Regions from separate parts of the Mus musculus genome. Here all the other regions are linked to region 1. A link is a contact called in public HiChIP or PLAC-seq and promoter capture Hi-C data. All regions are on one chromosome and are shown on one strand. Each heading gives the region's core, a stretch centred on a gene start, on an enhancer-like site or on the middle of the called end of the contact. The rest is flanking DNA. Distances are from core to core; before and after follow the strand shown.

What was found. Promoter capture Hi-C pulls out the DNA fragments that hold promoters and counts their contacts. HiChIP or PLAC-seq counts read pairs in DNA pulled down with a chosen protein or histone mark.
Region 2: a promoter capture Hi-C map of embryonic stem cells shows a contact between it and region 1, with 3 times the contacts expected there. The contact joins the promoter of Gpr37l1 here to the promoter of Csrp1 in region 1. A contact is called at or near these places in 1 of 39 promoter capture datasets (embryonic stem cells), 4 of 115 datasets of contacts at active chromatin or transcription factors (astrocytes, cardiomyocytes and pancreatic cancer cells) and 1 of 9 other capture datasets (embryonic stem cells).
Region 3: an H3K27ac HiChIP or PLAC-seq map of extraembryonic endoderm stem cells shows a contact between it and region 1, with 2.7 times the contacts expected there. The contact joins the promoter of Platr22 here to the promoter of Csrp1 in region 1.

Annotation. Positions count from the first base shown.
Region 1 is chr1:135,727,785-135,730,917 of GRCm38.p6, forward strand. Csrp1 (cysteine and glycine-rich protein 1) reads left to right here and starts at 1,383. Exons shown (of 6, transcript NM_007791.6): 1 at 1,383-1,490.
Region 2 is chr1:135,166,068-135,169,198 of GRCm38.p6, forward strand. Gpr37l1 (G protein-coupled receptor 37-like 1) reads right to left here and starts at 1,614. Exons shown (of 2, transcript NM_134438.3): 1 at 808-1,614. The coding sequence starts at 1,437.
Region 3 is chr1:136,694,867-136,697,739 of GRCm38.p6, forward strand. It overlaps Platr22 (pluripotency associated transcript 22), which reads left to right and starts at 1,345. Exons shown (of 5, transcript NR_037986.1): 1 at 1,345-1,525. It also overlaps the pseudogene Gm24086.

The DNA.
Region 1 (3,133 bases), core at 133-2,632:
AATCCACACAGCATGTGACATCATGCTGCAATTTGAGTGTGGCTTAGTTCCTGACACTGCCTGTGCTTGGTGAGAATAATGTAATTCAGCCAGCAATGATAATAATGATCCAACCTGCAGTGATGACGGCAGTCCTCAAGTCCTTTTGATCTTGTAATAGTAAAGAATAATGATGGTGGGAACTAGCTCTTTTAATCTTAACGTCACAGGGAAAACTCTGAGTTCAAGGCCATTCTGGTCTACATAGTGAGTTCCAGGCCAGCCAGGGATACACAGTGAGCCTCTGTCTCAAACAAAATAAAAACAAAAACAACTTTACAGAACACAACAAATAACAGTAATTATCCTATGAAATAGAAGAGGGCCTCCTTTGAGGCTCTAACACTCCCACCCATAGCCCCTGTTACTAGGAACATAGTTTTCCTTGCAGATTCTTCACTTCGTTAGGTCCCAAGGAAAGTGTTGTGCTTCTTGCTTGGAGCTGTTTGTACCCATAGTGAAAATGGGCTGGGCTGGAGACATGGCTCAGTGGTTAAGAGCACAGACTGCTCTTCCAGATGCCCTCTTCTGGTGTGTCTAAAGACAGCGACAATGTATCCACATACATGGAATAAATTAAAAAGAAGGAAAGAAAGAAAGTGGGCCTTCCGTTTTAAGTCCCAGGGGCATCAGTTCACCTCTAGGATTGGATTTCTGGACAGGCTGCTCTGCGGACTGGGAGCAGGTGGGCCCAGTAACACATATTGTTAATCACCCCAGAGGCAGTTTTCAGTGGCTTGAGACTGTGTTTGTCATTCTGTAGGTTAGCCCAGAGGAAGATCCACTCAGGAGCGGTAGAATGATCTCTTGTGGGTGGCAGGGAGATGGGGAAAGCAGAGGGACAAGAGCCCCTGGAGGAGGGCAGCTAGGCTAAGTGCTCCCGGGTGTTATAGTATCTCATCCCCCATCACATCTCGGTGGCACATAGCCCTTTTACTGATGAACCTAAAGCCAGCTGTCTGGCAGAAGTAAGTCACAGGAAGTGGGGCCTTGCTTGTCTTATTCTGGAGTGCAAGTTAGTCCCCTTAACATTGTGCCATCGGAACCCGAAAATTTAAGGACCTTCACTCTCTTCCCTAGGGGGCCCAAGTTTATCTTTAGTCTGATCTCACAGTTAGGTCTCCGCTTTCCCACATGGCAGACCAGGAACCTCTTAACCCCATCCCTCACCTCTGTGTAAAGATTTGCCCCCAGAGATCGCCATAGGGTGCAAAGAGAAGTCACGGCTGGGGCGGCAGCCACGCCCGGGCTCCCGACCCTAGGTTTTGGATGGGGGAGGGGACAGCTTCTCCGTGACATCAGCCCTGTTGTGGTGCAGTGTGCAAAGCCTACTGGTTGGCGTGGCGCGGGAAACGCCTTCCGGAGGGGGAAACAAAACGGCGCGCACTCCGGCGCAGCCAGTCACCGCTTCCCTGAGAGCTGTCGCCCGTGCGCCTCCCAGCAGCTGCCAGGTGAGTGTTACCCCGGGTGGTCCGCCTCGGGTCCCCGCAACTGCCGGAGCGCCTGGGTCGCACCCTGCGCCTATTGGTTTTTCCGGTCCTGTCGCAGCCCTGTCGCTTGCAAGAAAAGTTTGTAGGAAGAGTGATCCCAAGAGGGAGGTGGTGGGAAGTGGCTAGAGTTAGCTCGGCAGTGTTTCCCTTTCCTGAAAACTCTGGGTCCCTCCCCATCCCGGGGCTTCCAGGGCAGCTGACTTTCGCGTGCTCTAGACCCAGGGTGACCCTGCCCCCCACCGCCTGCAGGTCCTACAGAACAATCAGCGATTCTGTGGGCCACTGACACTCATTGTAAAGCTGAGGGATGAGGACATCCGTGCCACCCCTTTCCTCTCTCTCTTTTCCTGAGAGAAAGTGCCCGCGAGTGTGTGTGTGTGTGTGTGTGTGTGTGTGTGTGTGTGTGTGTGCATCTGGCTTGGTAGCCCCAGAGTGCAGGTATGAGTTTTCTTTTTTCCTGAAAGAACCAGATGGAAAAGAAAGTCTTGGTGGCAGGTGAGGACTACTGAGATCTCAAAGAGCCAGCAGGGGAGTAGAAAGGGCCTGAGAGCGAGTTGCAGTGTCAGCCAACAAGCTGTTATCTATCTGACAGGTGTTTCATCCAAGTGGCACAGGTCTGGGTCTATTCTGCATGTGCTGCTGTGATCCGTCAGAGCAAGGGTCTAGACTGGGAGCAAGTACTTGATGTCAGGACCATCCCACCCACTTGTCCCACCCACTTCTTACCTCCTGTGGTGCATGAATGGACGGGCCTCCCCACCTTGACAGGACACTGTAATGGGACACCATCACTGCATGCAAGCGGTTCACTTGCCTTTGGTGGGACATTTATCATGAGACTCTGGAATCTTGGTGACAGGGTTTCTGAAAGGCAAGCAGACTGAGTTTTGACTCAGATTTGACACTTAATACACGGATGACCTCGAACAAGTGACACAGCTCAGTTTTCTTCTGGGCCAGTACTTTTTGGAGCACATATTACACACACACACACACACACACACACACACACACACACACACACACACACACACCCTGGCATCCTGCAGAAGCTCAGAGGACTGGGGCTGTTAGTACAGTTGTCTCTGAGCTAGGTTGGGGATTTCCTTCAGGACTGGGCCCTAGGGCTTCCTCCCTGCCTTCTGATCCTCTCACCAGGCCTCTGCTTAGGAAGCCAGGCCTCTGTGTTGGGGAGAGGCTGGTCTGGGCACTGCCTAAGCCTCATTGGAGAATCCAGCTTGTCACTGCACAGAGAGACCCTTTGCCTTGGCAAGGATATCCGGGGTGGGACGGTCTGTCAGGGAAGTAAGTTTATCCTGCAGAGGGTGTGGTGTTGGCCTGAGGAGGTAGAGAGGAGAGCCATGCCCAAGGCTCAAATGCCGAGGGATTTGGGAGATTGTAGGAGAGAAACTGAAGGGCAGGTCTCCTGCTCTGTGATTACCTGCAGAGAAAATGTGAAAAAGCTGCCTCTGGCCTGCCCTAGCACCGGTCCAGGTGTTGTCTTTTGTAATTCACAGACTCCAGAACCAGTCTAGTCCTTCCTGGGTCAGAGTTGCAGGCTGAGAGGGTAATGTTTGCACTCGATCCATGGTAAATCAACACTG
Region 2 (3,131 bases), core at 364-2,863, 560 kb before region 1:
CCCATGTGCTTATCTTAACAAGAAAGTCCCCATTCAAGGGGGTTCAGCACTATACTTCAGAATTATAGAGCAAACCAGCTAGAAAGGTCATCTGGTCTACCCTCCATGCTAAGGAAGCAGGAGAAGAGATGAGATATGTCCAGCAACAAGCAAAATACAGTGACAGAGCTGACACTACTGTTTCTATAAGTACCCAGAAGTAGGACTTGCCTCTCAGAGAGGCCTTAGGAGGACAGTAATGGAGATGACCTTGAAGGAAGGTGACAATAATCTCAATGAGAAAAGGAAGAAGGGCCTGTCCTGGTGTTTGCATCCACAGGGAATAAACACAGACTCAACCTGGGGTGTTAGTAAGAAATTGCTAGGATGTTGGGATACCAAAGGGTTAAAAACAGGAGCCATGGGTACAAGGCAGGTGGCAAGAGACACAGTAAAAGAAAAAAGGAGACCCCCAAAGACTTGGGGGTCAGGGGAACCACCCATCAGAGACAGACAGCTCAGAATTTTCTCTAGAAAAGGGTGAGTCCTCTGTGCAGCTACTCCAAAAGAAGAAGACCGGGTTGGTCCCAAGCCAGTGGTCTTGTACACCTGCCTGTTCATCTGGCTTGACTTGCTTTCCTGAGAGCTACCAGAAGCCAATATTGAGTTTGTCTCCCTCCCTGATAGGGTTTGTCTCCTTCCCCAATGACACAGAGAAAACTGGAAATGCCAGCGTGCTGGGATTATACACACCTACAGATCTTTGCAGACACTGGAGCCCCTTCCCTGGTTTTAGCCTATAATTAGGCTATAGAAAGACATACTCACCTCCATGAAGGGCACTGCCCGGCAAGAAACATCCCCGAGTAGCCTTTGCTTGGTAATCTCATTGAAGATGACAATTGGGAGGCAGAAGAAGAGGACCAGGAAATCCCAGAGAGCCAGGCTGGCAAGGATAGAGTTCCAGGCACTCTTCAAGTAGTAGCTGTGCCACACAATGCACATGACAGACAGATTGCCAACGATACCCACAGCAAACACCACCAGAGCCAGGAGCATGATGGCGTAGGCGCTGTAGGAGCTCTCGGTCACCGGATACAGGGGGTTCTGAATCTGCAGCCTCTGACTTGGCGTCCCGGTCAGGTTGACCCTCAGCTCTTGTCCATTACCTGGGGTGGCCCCATCCTTGTCTGGGTTGGGGCTAGTGGCCTCCAAAGTCTTGGTGGGCTGCAGGCCAGCAGGATGGATGGGCTTGGGATATTCAGCCCACTCCTCGGGTACATAGTGCTGTACCTCCTTGGGCCCCTCGTCCTTGGTGCCTCTTCGGGGTCGACTCTGCTGCTCCTGGACCTTGGCTCTATGCCCACCTAAAGATGAGGTGGCAGCCCCAGAGACCCCACTCAGCCCCACAGTCAACACTACAACAAGAGACACAGCCAGGGGCCACAGCCACCGCATGGCCAGGAAAGCAGGGCACAGCTGCCTCGGAGAGGTGAGGGTGAGGGGACCTAAGGGCTGCGTGGAATTAAGAGAGGCAGCTGGCAGCTGGGTCCGCCTCCAGTCAGGCGTCTGGCATGGATGGCCCTTCCTCCCATCCTGTTGGCCATGGTCTAGCCAGGGCCCTCTGCTGGACACTGAGCTGTCTGTCCTGGCCGCACACATTGCATTCCCGACCACATCCGTTTTCAGGCTCTGAGACCACAGCGGGGCAGATTGAGGATCCCTCGAGGGACCTGCTCCAATCACTGCAACCGGGGAAATGAGGTTTTCAGGTGATGGAGAGGCAGACTATAATTGGAGCATAGATCTCCCAGTTCTACCCAGTTCTAAGGCAGATCCTACATTCAAAACAGAAAGATAGGCTCGGTATGGTGACTATGGCCTGTAATCCCAGCCCTTGGGAAGTTGAGACGGGGGACAGAGTTCAAGGCCAGCTTGGGCTACATAGCAAGATCCTGGTTTTGCGCCTTTTTTTTTTTTTTAATTTGCCAAGGTCAAAACTTGAATTATAATAATTGCCAAAACTATTGGATTCATGGGTAGGTGTACCATTCTTCTGGAGTTTGTTTGTTTATTTGTTTGTTTGTCTGTTTTAAAGTCAGGGTCTCTATGTAGCCCTGGCTGTCCTGAAACTCACTCTATAAACCAGGCTGTCCTCGAACTCAGAGATCCATCTGCCTCTGCCTCCTGACCACTAGGATTAAAGATGCAAGCCACCAACATCTATCAGCTGGGTTCTTGACGGTTCTTTTTTTTTTTTTTTAAGATTTATTTTTATTTATTTATTTATTTATTTATTTATTTATTTATTTATTTATTATATGAAATGAAAGTACATTGTAGCTGTCTTCAGACACTCCAGAAGAGGGAGTCAGATCTCGTTACGGATGGTTGTGAGCCACCATGTGGTTGCTGGGATTTGAACTCTGGACCTTCGGAAGAGCAGTCGGGTGCTCTTACCCACTGAGCCATCTCACCAGCCCTCTTGACGGTTCTTAATATGTTTCGTGGGGCAGTGCTGTTGTGATCTCAAGTTCAAATTTTAAGATTTGTGGTAGTCTTAATAACTATGTAGTTGACACAAGTTCAAACATGGAGTTGACTCCATAGCCTTTGAACTCAATGCTGGTCTCAGCAGGCAAGAGCCCATTCCTTGCCTTCTAGCCACACAGACTCCCAAAGGAAAGCAGCTACAAGGAAAAATTCCAAACACGACACTCTAGGATGGCGGCATATCTTAGTGGGAGTCCTCGCCTAGCATGTTTGAGGCCCTGGGTTTTGTCTCCAGCACTGGAACTACATGAAAACAAAACCAATAATAATAATAATAATAATAATATGAAATTAAAATTATGAAAGTGTGGTCAAGAGAAAGGAAATAGAGATGTAAATCAATGATTACACCTTGGCCTGGCAGATGCAGTGAAAGGCGGGGTCAAGGTACAGGGCAGAGTCCGAGGATCCTGGGGCTGTCTGGAAGGCTGGAAGTTCTCTGAAGCAAAACGACTTTGGAGTGAAGCCTTAAAGGCTCCTAAGAGATGGACAGAAAGATGCTCCAGGCAGAAGATACAGCACACAAATGGCAGGGTCCTGAAAGTGGGTGGTGTTCCTGCCAGACAGCAATAATTCACAGGAGGATGGGATGCTAGGGA
Region 3 (2,873 bases), core at 95-2,594, 970 kb after region 1:
CAAAGCTTTTATTTATTCGACAAATACTTGCTGAGCACACCCCTTTTAAAACAATGTTTAACTCTGTCTCTGTGGTTAGGGAAGTGCATTCGGTGCCTGCCCTCAGCTCTCATCCTTTGGTTGCGATGGCCTTTGGTGACTGTGAGGGGAGAAAGGGAAGAGGTCCCATCCTTGGGTGCTTAGTGCAGCGGGGAGGTTTTGGAGGTAGGACCTGGCTCCTCAGACTGGGACACACCCACCTCCTACTTTGCGAGGCTTTGATCTTTGTGTCTGTGCCTCTGACCTCACTTCACATTGTAAAATGCTTCCGCAGGCGCCCTCTTCCCCTTCCAGCCCAACTTTCCATTTCCTCTGTCTTCTGTCCCAGGTGTTAAAGCTGTATTAACTAAAGATGGGCCAAGGGCACCGGAAAACCAGCTCTTGGCACTTAGGGCGTGTGCCCCAGAGCCAGCATACTTCAGGCTTTACATAGCCACTTTTTTTTTTTTTTTTTTTTTTTTTTTTTTTTTTTTTGAGACAGGGTTTGTATAGCCCTGGCTGTCCTGGAACTCTGTAGACCAGGCTGGCCTTGAACTCTGCAATCAGCCTGCCTCTGCCTCCCAAGTGCTGGGATTAAAGGCATGTGGCACCACTGCCCGGCTACGTAGCCAATTTAATCTGCTCTAGAAAAAAACCTTTCTTTCAAAAGCCAGGTACCTTTTATTCTGTTTCACAGATAGAAACCTTGAAGCTCAGAGAGGTGAAACAATTTGCCCAAGGTCTATTAAACAGAGGAGACTGGACTCTGAATTCAGACTGCAACTCCTGTTTGTAAGCTCTCAGTCATGTAGGTCAAGTGCCAGGCCAAGGAATTGGCATATTCTGTAATGCCAGGAAAGAGGTGAGTAGGAAGCGAGGCTACCTCACCCTGTCTCCCCTGGAAAACTGGTAGTGACAGACCAATGGATTTTGGATTTGAGCATTTCCCACCAAAGGACATAAATTCTAACAGGTAGGAAGTTCGGTGGTAGAGGAAAGCCAGGCATGCCTGAGGCCCAGTCCCCTCCATCAAAAACAAACGGACATCCTGACTTCTGACTACTCCTGGAGTAAGCAAGGGATAATTACCCACAATACCTGGGGCTGTGAATTCAGCAGAACTGACCAGACAGGCAAGGCCTAAGGTACAGGTGGAATGTTAATGACGATGCTAGAGAAAAGGGAGTGTCCAGTAAGTTTGGGGACCGCTGAGTGAGAGGCTTGTAAGATGTGGGCCTGGTGGATTCCTGTGCACAGCAGGGGGTTAGCCACCGCCCTGGGTCAGCAGGCACCTCTAAGGAGGAATGTTCCGAGGAATCAGTTTGGGAATGTGGCTTCAGGCCTGGCCGTTTCCTCTTTGTTTAGTTAGCGATTACCAAACACTTTTGTGTGGGTGCGGATCGGGCTACCGGACTGCCTTGAATCTCTGCTGCTTGCGCCCCGAAAAGGAAGAGGATCAGTACCACGTGACCACCGGCGGCAAGCTCCGTTAGGAAAAGATGTGAAGGTTAGTGAAACAAGATCATACTGGAGTTTTTTACAGAGCCTGGTGACTCAGGGATGGCTCGGTAAAAATACCTGTAGACTGAGGTCGTAGAAGCCGTCCTTGGTGACTAAGGTTTCACGTATCTCAGTTTGTCAAATTCTTTGTTAAGTGGTTCAAAACATTGAGAAAGACCTTAGGGCCCTAACAGAAACTTTCTTCTCAATGACACAGGAGGTCTCGGACTCTGAGTCAGTGGCCCTGGGCTCCAGAGCAAAGTAAGCATGGGAATGCATGGAATTTATTTGTAGTTTGCAGGAAATAAAGTGTTATTGTTAGGGACGTTTCCTGTCATAAACACACACACACACACACACACATATACATCAACACTTTAATTTGGCTTTAAAATAGCAACCTTAGATGTTGTTTTTGATCCAGGAACGTATGGGAAACCCCAAATTATATGTGTTTTGTGTTTTCTTTGCCTTTTTTGAATTTGTGGTGTAAGAATTCTCCATATTTCTCACAGATAGGATGTTAGATGTTTCTAGTTTCTTGGTGCTGTGCACGTAAAGATGTATGACTTCACTGTATGTGTGTGTGTAGGTGACACTGCAGTATAAATAGGGAGATTCTAGAGAGTTCTGTGATGCATTAGATATGAAAAACTAGCCTTTTGAGGCTGATGTGTAGCTCTGTGTCCCAGTACAAAAAGAGCAAAAAACTTAAAAAAATAAAACAACCTGGCGCACACCTTTAATCCCAGCACTCGGGAGGCAGAGGCAGGCGGATTTCTGAGTTCGAGGCCAGCCTGGTCTACAAAGTGAGTTCCAGGTCAGCCAGGGCTATACAGAGAAACCCTGTCTCGAAAAACTAAACAAACAAACAAACAAACAAAAAACCAACCCAAAACTAATAATAGCACTGGGACTCCCAATTAGGGAGGAAACTATTTATGTATGACATTCTCAAAAAGAAAATTTTAATTAAAAAAAAGAAAAGAGTGCTCACTTCGGCAGCACATATACTAAAATTGGAATGATACATCCTGGCCCCTGCTGCAAGGATGGCATGTAAATTTGTGAAGCGTTTCATAAATTAAAAAAAAAGAAAAGAAAAGAAAAGCAAGGTGGAGGGTGGTAAGCCTGCTTGGGGTGTGCCGGCGGGGGGGTGGGGGGTGGGGTGGGGGGCTTGGCAGAGTGCAGGATGTGGGGGTGGTGTGCGGGGGGGGGGGGGGGAGGGCGGGCGGGGGAGGTGCTGGGAAGGGAAGAAAGTCCAGCCTTCCTCCCCAGTGCTTCCCAAGGTTTTGGAAACTATCTTAGGGACTTTTCTTCTTGAGAGAGCAACACACATAGATATTCAACAGTTA